Linked DNA regions of Mus musculus: region 2 is linked to region 1. A link is a contact called in public ChIA-PET data. All regions are on one chromosome and are shown on one strand. The core of a region is the stretch at or near the end of the contact, and the rest is flanking DNA. Distances in the headings are between cores, read along the strand shown.

Region 1 (7,406 bases), core at 3,250-5,749:
CACACACAGCCATACAGAAGTATACTTATTGATTGTCACACAAAAGATATTTTTAGAGTAAAACAAGTTCCTCAAACTAAAACCCAGATCTAATCTATGTGTTTTTTGAAGGCGCACCTCACCCTTGCAACTTCGGTTCTTATTGTACATATTTTCTAGTACTCAATAATGCAAGCCCTTCCAGGTTTTCCAGGACCATCTTGTTTCTAAAGTCATGCAAAGGCTGTGAAGCTTCCTCAGAAAAGCAGCTGTATGAATCACAGAAAACAATCACTGCTTCCTACAACGATTTCTTCAAGGACTAAGTCATTCTAAAAAACAACTACTTCGTTGTGATGTTTACCCTAGATGCAATGACTCTACTAACTTTCCCTCTACATTAAACAGTCAAGAGCTCCTCATGAAAAGTGTGGTCGTCCATGGAGAAAGTTATCAACAGAAGGAATCCATGCAGAAGCTCTACAGAGAGAAGTCTGCATTTGTCTCCTATTTCTCCTCTTGCTTCTAGCTGTACACAAGCTACAATGTGTTTGTGTGACCCTTAGACTAGTCCAGAGCAATCACTCCTTTGCATTTATGCTTCCAAACTCAACCATCTGTGCATAACAAGGAAGAACTTATAAAAAGTTGTTGCCATCTTAATAAACAAGTGGTTTGTGACAACTACCAAAGGGTGGGGGAGTATTGACCAAAAGGAGTGTGGTGAACGAATCAAGCCTCACTTAGCAGGTGGAATACTTCTTCTAATAGATCCCTTAAGTCTCTTTCCATTAAATTTGTCCACATTGGAGCTGGAGAAAGCACCCAAGGAGCTGAAGGGGTCTGCAACCCTATAGGTGGAACAACAATATGAACTAACAAGTACCCCTCAGAGCTCATGTCTCTAGCTGCATGTGTAGCAGAGGATAGCCTGGTTGGCCATCACTGGGAGGAGAGGCCCCTTGGTCTTGCAAATTTTGTATGCCCCAGTGCAGGGGAACGCCAGGGCCAAGAGGTGGGAGTGGGTGGGTGGGGGAGTTGGGTAGGGGGAGGGTATAGGGGACTTTCTGGATGGCATTTGAAATTTAAGTGAAGAAAATATCTGGTAGAAAATTGAAAAAAATCAAAATATATGAAATTCTCAAAGAATTAATAAAATATATATAAACATCAAAAAAAATTGTCCACATTGCACTTGACATCAGAGCAGTTGAGAGAATTAGGACTTTTTTTTAATAATAGATATTAGTTTACATATGTATTTTGGTTGCATGTATGTAAGTGCACCGTGTGGGTACAATGCCCAGAGAGCCAGAAGAGGCTGACAGGAGCTGGCATTACATCTGGTTATGAGCTGCCATGCTAGGAATCAAACCCAAGAACAATGAGTGTTCCTAACTGCTGAGCCATTTTTCAGCCAAATCAGGGCATTTCTGAAGCCATTTATTCCCCTTACCATTGCATGACAGTCAAACAGAAAGACAGGCCTTTCAAGGACCATACTTTGTTCTTTCTTTGTACCATTTGCCTAAACTAGCACTTGATTCAGGTATAAGCCTGCCACTCCTCTCGACTCTGCTCTTCCTGACTCTCTCACTGGTTTTGCATTTTTATTTGTGCCAAAATAAAGGAAAGAGCTGCCAGGGGAAACTCACAAAGTTCAAATGTAAAACTATGATTCTGCAGCTTTCATTGACTTGGGAGCTTGGGTTTGTTGGGGTCTAGGAATTGCCACACAAACCACTGGAAACCAATCTCAGTCAAGCAGGAGTGGTTTATTGAATGCCACACTCCAAGACTGATCAATCAGGGACACGTTCCATACTCAGGGGCTGAACCGTGATGTTGAGTAAAGATCCTATAGGGCTTTTAAAGCCTGTGATCTACAAACATCTGTGCCAAGTTATTTCACCAATCAGGACTTAGGGATAGGGTATTTCTGTAGGAACATGTCTTTGTTGTACACTTATCCTGCGCCCACTGGTTGGGGCATTCAACTGTGGTATGGGACTTGCCTTGCTTAATATTCATGTCTTAACTTGCCAACCAGGATGTCAGTTGCCCATAAACATGTCTCTTTCTGCCAAGTAACATGTCAGTTCCCAGGGAGGTCTTGGGAATTTAAACTTTACTTAGCTCTTACTCAGAATGGAAGTCTTATTCCAAAGAGTTTCTTATACTAGTGCAGGTGTCACTCTTATGTTGGGGGTCTATCCCAGGGGTAATGTACAAAAGCAAAAATAATAAAAGATTATACACAGGTGCAGGAAGTGCTGTTGGGTGGTTGGTTTAGGTCCAAGCTTATAGTGGGTAACTATACAAAGCAGTTCTGACTTCTATTGGGATTGGTTTCCAAGGGCACAGAACATAACAGAATATGTAATCAACTTGAGCATGAGAGAGTTTCTCAGTAACACTAGTAACAACATAGAAGAAAGTTTCCTTATGACCTTAGTAATACCACAAAATGGGAGGCTAGACAGGTAATGGTTACCAGGCCTTAACACTTCCCCTAGGCCTTAGCAGGTTTGACAACACAGAGCCCATTAACCTCACAAGTCCACAGTTTTTAAAGTGAGCTGGAAGGCTGGGTGGACTGGAGGACAACTGAGAAAGAGGGAAGGGGAAGTAAATGCAAGCCAAAGCAAAGCTGTGCATCTTGGAGGGCAGTAGTCACCCATCACCAGACAACGTTCCCACCAGAGGAGGAGTCCTTTGACCTCCACCTTGGCCTGTGACTGTATTCACTTATTTACTTACTTTCACATGTGTGATTTTTATTTTTGCCTGTTTGTGTCTTCATTTTCTGTTGCAGTGATGAAATAACCTTACCACCACCCCCAAAAAATAAAACTTAAGGGGAAAATGGTTTATTTCCACTCACAATTCCAGGTTGCAGGTTCCTCACTGTGGGGAAGTCAAGGCAGCAGGAACTTAAAATAGTGAGTCATATTATATCTATAGTCAAGAGCCGAGAGGAATGGATTAATGCATGGATGCTTGTGTTCATCTCCGTTTCTCCACTCACACAATTCAAGATCCTTTTGAATAGGAAATGGTGCCACCTTTAGTGGACAAGTCTTCTCACATCAATTAATATAATCATGATAACCCCCCAAGACAGGCTCACAGGCCAATGCAAAAGTAACTTTTATTCTCCTTTTAAAAGTGTTGTCTTGGAGGTTTACTGACTGTCTACTACCTAGACCTAGTCCTGGAAGCTTCTAGCCTCCTTACAATTTAATCTAGGCCTAGAATGTTTTCAGTCTTTGAGACTTACTGCTAAATAAACTCACCTTCCCTCTTTTGTTCTCTCTGAACTCTGGCTGATTTGACTCAGCTGCTCTGGTGAGAACTCCTCTCCCACCTGACTTATTCAATCTGGTTTTTCTCTCAGCCTCTGAATTGTTCTGCTTGGCCTCAACTAACTCTCACAATCTCTTCTAATCTTCTGGCTCCTTCTCATTCTCTTGCTTGTTCTGTCTGCCTGTGTCTAGCTTGTTCTCTCTTCCATCTGTCTCTGTAAAACTCTCCTGGTAAAACTGCCTCCTTCTCCTTCTCTGTGCTGCTCCACTCTCCCTCTCAACTCAATTGTCCTCCTCTCCAGGAACTCTACTGTATCCTGTATTGTACTCTCTTCTTCCTATGCTGTCTGTCTCTTCCTTGAGTAGTTTTCCTTTCCTCTCCTCAGGAGAGTTGGACATATCCTATTCTGTCAGATCTTTCTCTGATTTTTGTCACTTTGTCTGCTACTCAATTAGACATCACTTTCAAACATGGCTGCTTCCGTCTACAAAATAACTTTACCTTCATTGTTTGGGATTAAAGGTGAGTACCAATGTTGTGTCTGTATTCTGGCCAGAGGGAATAAAGAGGTGTGCTTAAGGCGAGTCACACCCTAACTAGAAACAGGTTCAATTATACTGTAACAAGCCAAACTGATGTAGATAATCCCCTGCTCAGTCTCTTCTCTGGTGATTCTAAATTGTGACAAGTTGATAATAGAACTAATTATCATACTTTGTTAGTTTTGAGACAGGCTCTCAGGTAGCTCAGGCTGGCCTTGTACTTCCTATGTAATTGGGATGACCTTGAACTCCTGATCCTTCCTATACCGGGATCTGAGGTATGTGATACCACACCAGGTTTTATTTGGTGCTAGGGATCAAGCCCAGGACTTCCTTCGTACATGCTAGGCAAGTATTTTACCACCTAAGCTTAATTTTCTGTCCATACTGTGTCCTTCTAGTAGGAATACTCTTAGGTATCAAATATCTTGACTCAAAATGAGAGGCCATTTTGAATTGATCCATTTTTGAGGAATGCTACCTAGGGGATATGTTCCTCTCTACAGTCCTGAAAGAGACTCCAGCTCACATCTACCTTCTAAACATCAGAGGCAATAACTCTCATACTCAGGAGGCCAACTATAGAATGTTATCATCGGTAATCACTTATCACTGTAGACTTCAGTACAATCAACTGCTTTTGCAAGCCTTTGGCTGTGAGCGCCTGAGCACAACAGGATGTGGTTAGGCGGTTGAAGCTCAGAGATCTGAAGAGCCCTATTGGGCAAGACAGAAGAAGGTATCTGAAAATCCCCACCTATAATATGCAAGTTTTGCTGACAGTGTTAGGAAATTCAGTTTCATTAAATATATATTTAGTTAATGCCTACCATGTACAATACATTGTGCTTCATGCATAAGGGACAATGGTTGCTTGCAGTGAGGGTGCAGTACTCTACAGGCTTAGACTGAAATAAACCCAATCTAAGCTCCACTCTGGAAGGACTTTGGTTTTCCCACTCTGACAATTGAATAGATTTGAGTTATTATCTAGGGTTCACTTCTGTCAGGCCACCTGAAGGAGTACCTAGGAGGGTTCTTAAACAAAGCATTTGCTATGAAAAGACTGAAGCAAATGATATACCAGAAAGAACTGTGTCCATTGGCACACAGCTCACATAGATGTCTCCAAGCACACAATTCTAAAAGACATGAATTGGGTTCTGAGGAATGATTCCACCTCCTTGTCATTTGGGCACTAGTGGAAACCCATGTAAAGACGAGGTCTGAGTTCAGAGGCTGGGAATTGGCAATATCTCCCAAGGTGCTAGTTGCGACTCTTTTTTTTCTCTCTGGGCTGAGAAGCTGCATCTCATTCTCTCTGCATTTTTCAGCAGTAAGAGCAGCTGTGGATGCATTTCTTGCACAAGTGCCCTGAGCTACCTGTGCTTTTATTAAAAAGACGGGAGGAAAGAATGTGATGAAAGAAGCCACTTCCCACACCCGGTGCTTGATATAAAGGCAGATCCTGCTTTTGAAAGATCCTGGCAGAATGTAAAAGGACACAGAAGCCCTGAAATTGGCAAGATAGACGTCAGTGTTAGCAGAACTAGCTTCGCTGATTTAGAAAAATAGAGGTGCACAATGATCTGGCCACTCCTTGAACCTGTGTGTCTGCCAATGTTCTGACCAGGTGTGTGCCCATTGCTGCACCTTCATTAGACTCTTTCCTTGTACCCCTCCCATACCCATTTCTTGAAAATAGACATTGTTTAGATCTGGAAATCCCCTAATCTCCCCCTTCTCCTTTCCCCCCTGAGGGCCTATAAAAACTGGGAATTCTTTCCCCTCGACTCCTCTACCCCTGCGTGGGATATGAGTCGTCCCCAGAGCTCTGGCTTTCCCGAATAAAGCCTCATGTGGTTTGCAACAAGCTCGGTCTGTCAGGTCTGTCGTGAGTTCTTGGGTGTCCACTATTGTCCTGAGGCCTGAGCGAGGGGCTCCTCTTGGAGTCTTTCACTTTGAGCAGAATCAGACTCTAAGTATTCCCATGTAAACTGTTCAATGTTCTGTGGCTTGTTTTCTATCATAGCCTCTGATGCTAGCCCTGACACAGTCAAGCTGGGCAGAAAGCAGGAAATCATCAGGTAGGAAATCACAGAAGGGACCTGGTAGCGCAGCTATCTTGACATTACCTCCTTCTACTTCTTCAGGTCTCTTTGTCAATCAGTAATAGACACCTGGCCTAGATGCCATAGCCTCAGAACTGCTTAACATGTGAAGCTAGAATCCAGTCTTCCCTTGAACTGTAAAATAGTGTTCAACAATATCAACACTTGGTTCTGGGATGGCGAGATAGCTCGGTCCTATAAAATCGCTTGCACAAGTGTGAGGATCTGAGTTCAAATCCTCAGAAGTCCCGTAGAAACGCTGTGTGTGGCCATATGCCTGTACCCCCCAGTGACAGGGGACAGATAAAGGAGGATCACTGGGGCTTTGTGGCTGCCAGCCTATCTCCAGAATCAGTGACAGATCGTGTATGGAAGGTGACTATGAAGGTAACTGATATCCTCCTCTGGCTATGATGACAGGGCTGGGAGAGAATAAACAAAATGTTTACAAGTTGGTTATTTGTCACTGCTATCCTTGTGTGTGTTTGCTCTTGAGCTTCCAAGGCTCCCTCCAGGTGTGACAGACAGACCTGTGTGTTGGAGAAGGAGCTGAGAGTTCTATATGTTGATCTGCAGGCAGCAGAAAAAGACTACAAGCCACAGTGGACATATCTTGAGTATATGAGACTTCAAAGCCTGCCTCCACAGTGACACACTTCCTCCAACTAGGCCATACCTCCTAATAGTGCCACTCCCTATTTGGCCAAGCTTTCAAACATGTGTCTATGGGGGTTATTCCTGTGCAAACTACCACAATATCCAAACTAAACACCTACCCCACTCTACTCTGAGCATGCTGAACAGAGCTCTGTGTGCTGCCAACAGGACAGAGCCAGGTTCAAGCCACATCTCTGGCACTTAATCTCTGCTATGGTGAATATAGTGGGTGTCTATAAATGTGGAATCACAGTCAGTCAAATTTCACATATTGAGGGCTTAATCCCCAGCACCTCAAAATGTGTGTGGAACCAGGACCATTGCTGTACTGGCTGGTTTTGTGTGTCAAGTTGACACACCGCTGGAGTTATCACAGAGAAAGGAGCTTCAGTTGGGGAAAGGCCTCCATGAGATCCAGATGTGGGCATTTTCTCAATTAGTGATCAAGGGGGAGGGCCCTTGTGGGTGATACCATCTCTGGGCTGGTAGTCTTGGGTTCTATAAGAAACCAAGCTGAGCAAGCCAGAGGAAGCAAGCCAGTAAGTAATATCTTTCCATGGCCTCTGCATCAGCTCCTGCTTCCTGACCTGCTTGAGTTCCAGTCCTGACTTCCTTTGGTGATGAAAAGCAATGTGGAAGTGTAAGCTGAATAAACCCTTTCCTCCACAACTTGCTTCTTGGACATGATGTTTTGTGCAGGAATAGAAACCCTGACTAAGACAATTGTGCATGTTCTGAGTTAAGACAAGGTCATACTTGAGTAGGTTGGGTCCCCAATCCAAAATGACTTGAGGGGAAGAGGGCTGATTTG
Region 2 (7,406 bases), core at 1,541-4,040, 290 kb after region 1:
ATTATCAGTGTCTTTTTTTGTTGGCTCTGCTCACTCCAGCCCAAAGATTTATTTATTATATGTAAGTACACTGTAGCTGTCTTCAGACACACCAGAAGAGGGCATCAGATTTCATTACAGATGAGATGTGGTTGCTGGGATTTGAACTCTGGACCTCCAGAAGAGCAGTCAGTGTTCTTACCCACTGGGCCATCTCTCCAGCCCTATCAACGTCATTTTTAAATCCCTGAATCAATGACAGTTTTTCATAGTCATTTTGCTAAGGGTTTCTAACAAAAGAATAAAATGTTTATAAGAGTTCCACAAAATTTACTCTATAGTAGGGCTGAGAGAACTGATTTGTAAATAAATACACATTAAATTAAACCTAATACTTGCTAATCTTTTCTATCCTTATTAATCTATCAGGTTCTAAAGGAGTTGTTGTTAAAAATGTCTTGCAATATTGTCATTTTGTATTTCTCATGATATGCTTTCCATGTGGGTAGACCAGTTGCCTGTTCTCCTCAGACCATTGGAATTATTTGGCTTCTAAGCAACCAGTAATCCAGTTTCTCAAAACTCCTTGGTCTCAGAGCATTGTTTTCATATTACTTAGTTATCTTCAACACCAGGAACTATTTTTTAAAAGGAAAACCATATCGTCATAGTGCTTATACTTGAAGGAAGCTTCGGGATCATCAGTATTGATGGTCCTGCCTTCCATCTGTTCATCCATCAAAACTCCACCAGAACTATTTACTGTCTAGGTATCTCTACCACGTTTAGGACATTCTCATCAAATGAATCACAGGGAAATCGTTCTGACTCAGGCCTGGTAGTGCAAGCCTGTAATCCTAGCTGCAGGGTGGCCAGTGCAGGAAGATCACAAGTTCAGTGCCTTCCAAGACTACAGAGAGTTCAAGGCCTAGGCAACTTAGATCCTGTCTCAAATTTTAAAACAAGAAGAGGGGCTAGTGAATTAGTAATAGGCTTAGTGGTGGGGTATGCATGTGTGAGGTCCTGGGTCCAGCCCTTCATTTGGCCAGAGGAATATTCCTCTATACAATACCCCATCCTATTTGGTGGCTTGCTTAAAGGTGGCTTCAAGCATTTCTTCTAAGTGAAACACATTTCAGCTTTTCGGCTAGACTTTATTACCACGGTCTCAACTCCTTCAATACGATCACTCTTTTGTGGACAAGTCCTAGATTCTATATAGTCAAGGCTTGTGAGATTACTAAATTATTGATGCACCACATGTATATAGAGGCAGGTTTTCTGTGTATATATATACTTATATATGTTGTTAGATATGTTTTATTACATTATTAAGGCAAGCTCTCGGGGAAATATCCTGTTCTGAGGCTGAAACCAACCAGTTGCATTGTAGGACTTAGGGAATCACTTTGACTTGGGATGGACAAGTGAGTGTAGGGGCTGGGGTTCTTTTTTTATTTATTTATGTTATGGATATGAGTACACTGTAGCTTCAGACACACCAGAAGAGGGCATCAGATCCTGTAACAGATAGTTACGAGCCACCATGTGGTTGCTGGGAATTGAACTCAGGACCTCTGGAAGAGCAGTCAGTGTTCTTAACCTCTGAGCTACCTCTCCAGCCCGAGGCTGGGGTTCTTGTCTGTGTTCTTCTGCACGAACACCAAGGTCCATGGGGGTTCAAGCTGAAGATAAGCAGGATCCTGCTCAAGGTGGGAGAATACACACAGCAGCACGGTTCCTGTTTTAAAATACAATCAAGCGGCATTAAGAAATCATGCTGGCTGGCTGGCTGGCTGGCTGGGTTTCTCACAGTCATTATGGAGGTGATACTGGTCTTGGTTTGCCAGCATGCTGTGTTTGACAGTAGCAACTGTACAGTTTACACACTGAGAGAGAGTCTCAGAGACCAGCTCTGAGTAGAAAGGCATGCCCTGCTGTGCTTACAAGTGGTCTGTGAGCCAAGGGCCACACTACCTCGCCCTTAGGATCCTCTCCTAACCACCAAGAAAGCAAACCTAGACTGGGGTCTGGAACCCTTGAGTGAAGAGTCTCCACTTCGACAAGCAGCAAGTACAGTGTCTTCACACAGCTCAGCGGTTGTATGGGGAGGGGTAGGAGGGCACTGTCACCTCTGGGACAGATCACTCTCTTGATGCCTAAAATTGCATTATCATTGCAGTTTAGAGAGTCAGAGTTCAGACTTGCTGAGAATGGCATGCGGCTCCTAGCTTGGCAAGGTTCTGTTTGCCCTTTCTGTTAGCCTCACTAGCTCAGTGGAGCTACAGGTGGGCACAGTATTGACCAGCAAAACCTGTCTTTGGCAAGTGTGGCTAGCATGTTAAGTAACTTCACCCAACTTGGTCTTCTCAGAAGCACCCACTTTCTCATTGTCTCTGAAACCCCAACTTAAGTGAAGCTGGAGTTACTGTCACAATAAAGCACACTGTTAAGTGACTGCCTCATACAGTTGACTCAAACTGAAATTACTTTCAGCTAATACTCCCAGCATCTTTCTCACACTTGCTGCTACTAAACCACATCCCCCCCATCCTGTGCTTGGTAACTTCTTGTTGTTCAAGCCTTGTTTTCCCGTGTGACATCTCAGGTGTGACCCCTTACTCCAGCCTGTCAAAGTATTTCCATGTCTTAATATTGTCACTTCCAGCATTTCCCGCCTCTCCAAAACTCTCTTCATCTAAATGCTTTCCCAAGATAGTTTTCTGTGTCTTCAACTGAGAGATTAGCAAGGTTGGTGAAAGACTGAGAGCCCCACTTGATGCCCAGGACACCACAGGCTAGGTGTGGGTCTCCTTCAACCTTTGTCAGACTTATCCCTCACTCCTCTCCTCACCCAGGCCACAGCCCACACATCAAGTGTGTTGTGAGAGGCCAGACCTGATGCTGAGCTCCATGAAGATCCACATTTATGATCCCTGTCAAAACAAACCGGGACAGGGTCCCCTGACTGAGGGACAAGGCTCAGTGCTAAGACACTGAAGCAGGATTTCGTACACACCGCTTTACCATACCTTAAGACTTTTTCCGTGAGACTTTTCTTCCTTAAAGAAAATCAACTATTACTAAGATTTAGGGTACAGAAATAGGACGGAAGTTCACATAGAACTATTTTTACACAGTTTTTGAGTTTCCCTTGCAGGTGATAAATTATCAAATATCAACGTGTGTCAACTAGACTGTAAGAAGTCCACTGAGTCTTCCCATTCACGCCTCCTTCTACCAGCTGACAGCCAGGCTCTTTCCGTTCTGCTCCAACCCTCTCTTCTGAAGTCAAGACTGACTTGAATGGCTGAAGCTCTTCCTAGTCATGCCCCTGTTCCAGATGCTGTACAAGCTGGCACATCCTGCAGGGGGCTGCCCGAGTTCAAAAGCCAGTTCTTTCCTTTGGCTTTTCCTGGTTCTCATTTATTCAAAGCAGCAATGACCTTGTTCTTCAAGCCCTATGCCACCTAGTGGACTCCTCCCTGTCCCCCAAGTCTCCTGCACCTGTGGCCAGGACTGTCCCCACCTACTTCTAAGAAGGCTTATATTCTAAAGCAATAACCCAACCAATAACTCAATGCAGCCTTGCCTCATCTCTTCACTGGGAGACATTTCTTCCTTCATTTCTCCTCATACAGCTGCCACGGGACTGTGTTTTATGTATAATCATTTGTATGTTCCCTTTATCCAAAGCAGCTTAGGGGCAGGATGACTGCGCATTCATCTTTTTAGCTTACCAGTAGTTGACAGGCTGTATTGGATGGATGCATAACGAGACAGGTGAGAGGGTGGTTATGAAAGGGTGGGTGGAGAGTCAGGATTGACCCATGACAGGGTAAATAACACGGCAATATTTCCACTAACCAAATTAGTAATAAAATTTGTTACTCAAAGATTTGACTAACAATACTCCCAAGTCTCTCCCACGCTTTTGCTTTGATATTTTTAGAAGACTGTTGTTGTTCACCACATTACAACTGTATCAGTCCTTAGTTTTGCATGCTTTTGCATACATTTGAGAAGACGGTACTGTGGGCTTTCCTATTACACTATTCAAAAATCAGACATAATTTGAAAGCTGTCTTTGTCATTTCTTAAAGACTGGACCATACAATTTAAAATATGTTAAGATGTTGGAAACATTTTTCAACACCAAAAATCAGAATTCACTTTAAGGAGTATTTCACACGTGCTATACCATCTCCACACTTTTGTTTCCCGTTGACGGTTGTTGTTTTAGATTGATTGAACCCAGGTCTCTGAGGTTAAAGTAGAGATTAATCCCCAAGAGGAAACACTCACCCTACCTGAAAGAGAGAGCTCTGCTCTGGGATTCTCAGGCCACTGAAGGATTCACCCTGGAGCACATTTGCCTCATTTAAATCTGAAAGAGAGCTGCATCCTTCCTGTTCCTACACAAAGATGCTGAGAAAATCCACTGAGAAATCAGGCGGATTAAAATGCTTTATAGTAGTGGAACAGTGAGGAGTGAGGGAGATGATGGAGAAGTAAAGGAATAAAACCACGTGGCTCTATCGAAAGCCAACAGCACTGTTCCTCAGAATCTCGGTCTGTTGTCAAATGTGGTTCCATAGATAATGGCAACTGGAAAGAAATGTAAGGCCACTTTGTCCATTTCCAAACAAAACTCTGATCGTGCACAACTGATCCACCGAGGCGAGCTGAAAGTCACCACAAGTGGGCCAGTTGTCGGTCACCCATGGTCCTTGTAAGTGAAGGTACTGGATAATATTGTTTAAGCCCGTTTTTTGCTTTCCGAATTCCCCAGAAATTACAGAATGGGTAGAAGCATGTGCTGTTTTGTTTCAGCAGTTGAGTCAAAATGCCAGCTTGACTTTAAAGTTAACAATAGCACGAACTGGCATGATATCTATGTGGACCACAGGAAAAGGAAAGACCCAAGAGAAGAGAGCAGAGCACCCTCACCCTGTGTCTCCTCAGCAGCTGCGACTGTGTTATCTCCAGTGCAGGCAAAGCTGAGCAGGACCCAGCGTGCTTCTCAAGCTCCAGGGAGCCTTAGGAAGAACACAGAGCCATGCAGAGAGAGGCAGAGGCATCGTCACTGGGATGTGGGGACCAGCACCAGAGTACACTCCTGCCTGGTCAGAAGCTAAAGGTGTCAGATGCAGGATGCACAAGAAGGTCCTACAGACGTGGAGACAGGAATTAGGAGACACCCCACACACACACTCCTACCCCTGGGTTGGTGTTTGGAATTTGTAGAGATCTTCATGATAAAGCAAGAGATTTCTTTTCATTTTATGGTTCACTTAGGACATTACCTATAATCCACATGTGTTTCCATGTGTAGATTTGAATATGTGTTTTTCTAAAATATAGGGGCTTGAATTCTACCTATCTGAGATTAGGCTAAAACCTTTACCTTAAGCACTGTTTATTATAATTTTTTGTTTGTTTTGTTTTTTGGGGGGTTTTTTGGGGGGGGTTGAAACAGGGTTTCTTGTATAGCCCTGATTGTCCTGGAACTCACTCTGTAGACCAGGCTGGCCTCGAACTCAGAAATCCCCCTGCCTCTGCCTCCCAAGTGCATTAAAGGCATGCGCCACCATGCCCAGCAGACCTTAAGCACTATTTAAGTTATCTACATTTGCTTTTTTTTTTTTTAACCTTTTCCAGAAAAAAAAAGTCAAGAGACTAGAATCATGAACAACAAAAACATTTATGTAATTTGCCCCAGAAATATGGAATGATTTCTCACAGATAATGAAATGCTTTTGAAAATGAAGAGAAGCAGGAAGAAGCCCAGTCTAAATAAAGCACTTTATTCTCCATCTCAGGGAGAGGAGTTTGCCATTACCTTTGATCATGGCTTTGGTCATTAAAGAACTCTCGAGCTCTTCCATGCTGCTGCAATCTAAGCACCTAAGACTTGAGTCCATAGAGCCACACTCTCTCCCTTGCTTTAGGGGAGCCCTGTGTGTATACCATGAGCATGATTATTATTGTCGCTTGCAGTTGTTGCTCCAGAAAGCCTTAAAGGCATGTCACTCTAGAGAGAGAGAGAAGCTGGCAACATTTGGCTGCATGACTTTGAGGTGTGTGTATGTGGGATGTTTAATTCCTGTTCACCTAGGAGTTACTAGCTTTTAGGAATCGCCAGAGACTGAAAATACTATCATCACGAGAAGAAACTCTCAACCGTATTTGGATCAACTGTTGCACAGGTTAAAGTCTGGAGATGGCAAGTGGCCTAGCTAAGGTCACCCACTCTCTGGCCAGCGCAGAACCATATGTGGGTTTGTCTGCTCTGGAGTTGTGTTCCTCTCCTGGGGAACATCTCACTGTGGATGGCTCACAAACCTGCAACTTAGGCTGATGTCGTCTGTCATGGAGTCTCTATACCAGTTGCTGTCCCAGGGACAAGATGCAAACTAAAGCACTGGTAGACTCACGATTTCTTACTGCTGTGGTAAATACCTGACAAAGAGGTCACTGAAGGAAGGCTTCTCCTGGCTCACAGTTTGATGAGACACAGTCCTTCATGGGGGGAGGGGCAGTTGACATTGCATGATGGCTGGCGCATTCAACAGCTACTTAGATTATTTTTGTTATTTATTATTATTGTTGTTGTTTACAGTTAGGAAGCAGAGTGCTCATATCCAGCCTACTTCCTCCTTCTCTTAGGGACCTCAGCCCATGGGGAGGATGCCACTCACCCACCCACATTCAGACTGTGTCTTCCTTCTTCATTTAAGCCCTTCAGGAAGGGCTTTCATTAAACACTGAAAAGTGTGTTTTCAAGGTGATTTTTAAATATTGTCAAATTGACAATGAAGATTAATCTTTGAAACAGGTGAGGGGGTAGTTTTAAATTTCCTACTGGCTACATTGGAAAAGCAAAAAGAAATACAACGGTAATGTTGGTATAAGTTTTATTTAAGTCTGCACATTTAAAACATCATTTTTATAAATAATGACATTTTAAATTTTATTGTTATTTTTATATCCCTTGTCCATGTTAAGTTTTTACAGTTCGCTCATGTACTTCACAGTTATATTTCAGGTTGTACCAGCCATGTTTGGTTAATGCCAATTTAGTATATTAGACAGTGCAGCTCTGTATAGCCGATCAAACCCAAACTGTCTACCCAGACAAAGGCCCTTATCCTTTGAAATATAAATGTCTCTCAATGCCAGCTCATGTTCCTTTGGATTTTTATTCTTAATATGCCACAGTTGTCTCCTGGAAGCCAAGCTGGGGAAGCCAAATGAGAGCAATATGAAGTGAGAACAGTTCGTGGAAACCCAGCCCTCTCCTGCTTAGAAGGGGAAATATCTGATATATGAGTCCATGAAATAACCCCATGAAATTCTGCATTTCCTTAATGTCACACGTCCCCTTAGCAGCTGCAGCTGCTTCCTGTGAAGTGTTCAAATGGCTT

The links. ChIA-PET counts read pairs in DNA pulled down with a chosen protein or histone mark.
Region 2: a contact with region 1 is called in an RNA polymerase II ChIA-PET map of effector CD8 T cells, with 8 read pairs. The contact joins two enhancer-like sites. A contact is called at or near these places in 1 of 15 datasets of contacts at CTCF or cohesin (the NIH/3T3 cell line), 1 of 484 Hi-C or Micro-C datasets (bone marrow-derived macrophages) and 9 of 115 datasets of contacts at active chromatin or transcription factors (CD4 T cells, CD8 T cells, the NIH/3T3 cell line and 6 more).

The regions. Positions count from the first base shown.
Region 1 is chr10:39,188,387-39,195,792 of GRCm38.p6, forward strand. No RefSeq gene overlaps it. Among named protein-coding and RNA genes, the nearest start is that of Ccn6, 28 kb to the left of the region's middle. Within about 2 kb of position 4,500, at least 73 of the 459 cell types and tissues checked have an H3K27ac peak or open chromatin away from gene starts, as enhancers often do. A contact at or near this core is called in CD8 T cells, effector CD8 T cells and regulatory T cells, where this site is marked.
Region 2 is chr10:39,477,106-39,484,511 of GRCm38.p6, forward strand. All of the region lies in intron 3 of Fyn (Fyn proto-oncogene), which reads left to right. Among named protein-coding and RNA genes, the nearest start is that of Gm40627, 110 kb to the right of the region's middle. Within about 2 kb of position 2,791, at least 19 of the 459 cell types and tissues checked have an H3K27ac peak or open chromatin away from gene starts, as enhancers often do. A contact at or near this core is called in CD8 T cells, effector CD8 T cells and regulatory T cells, where this site is marked.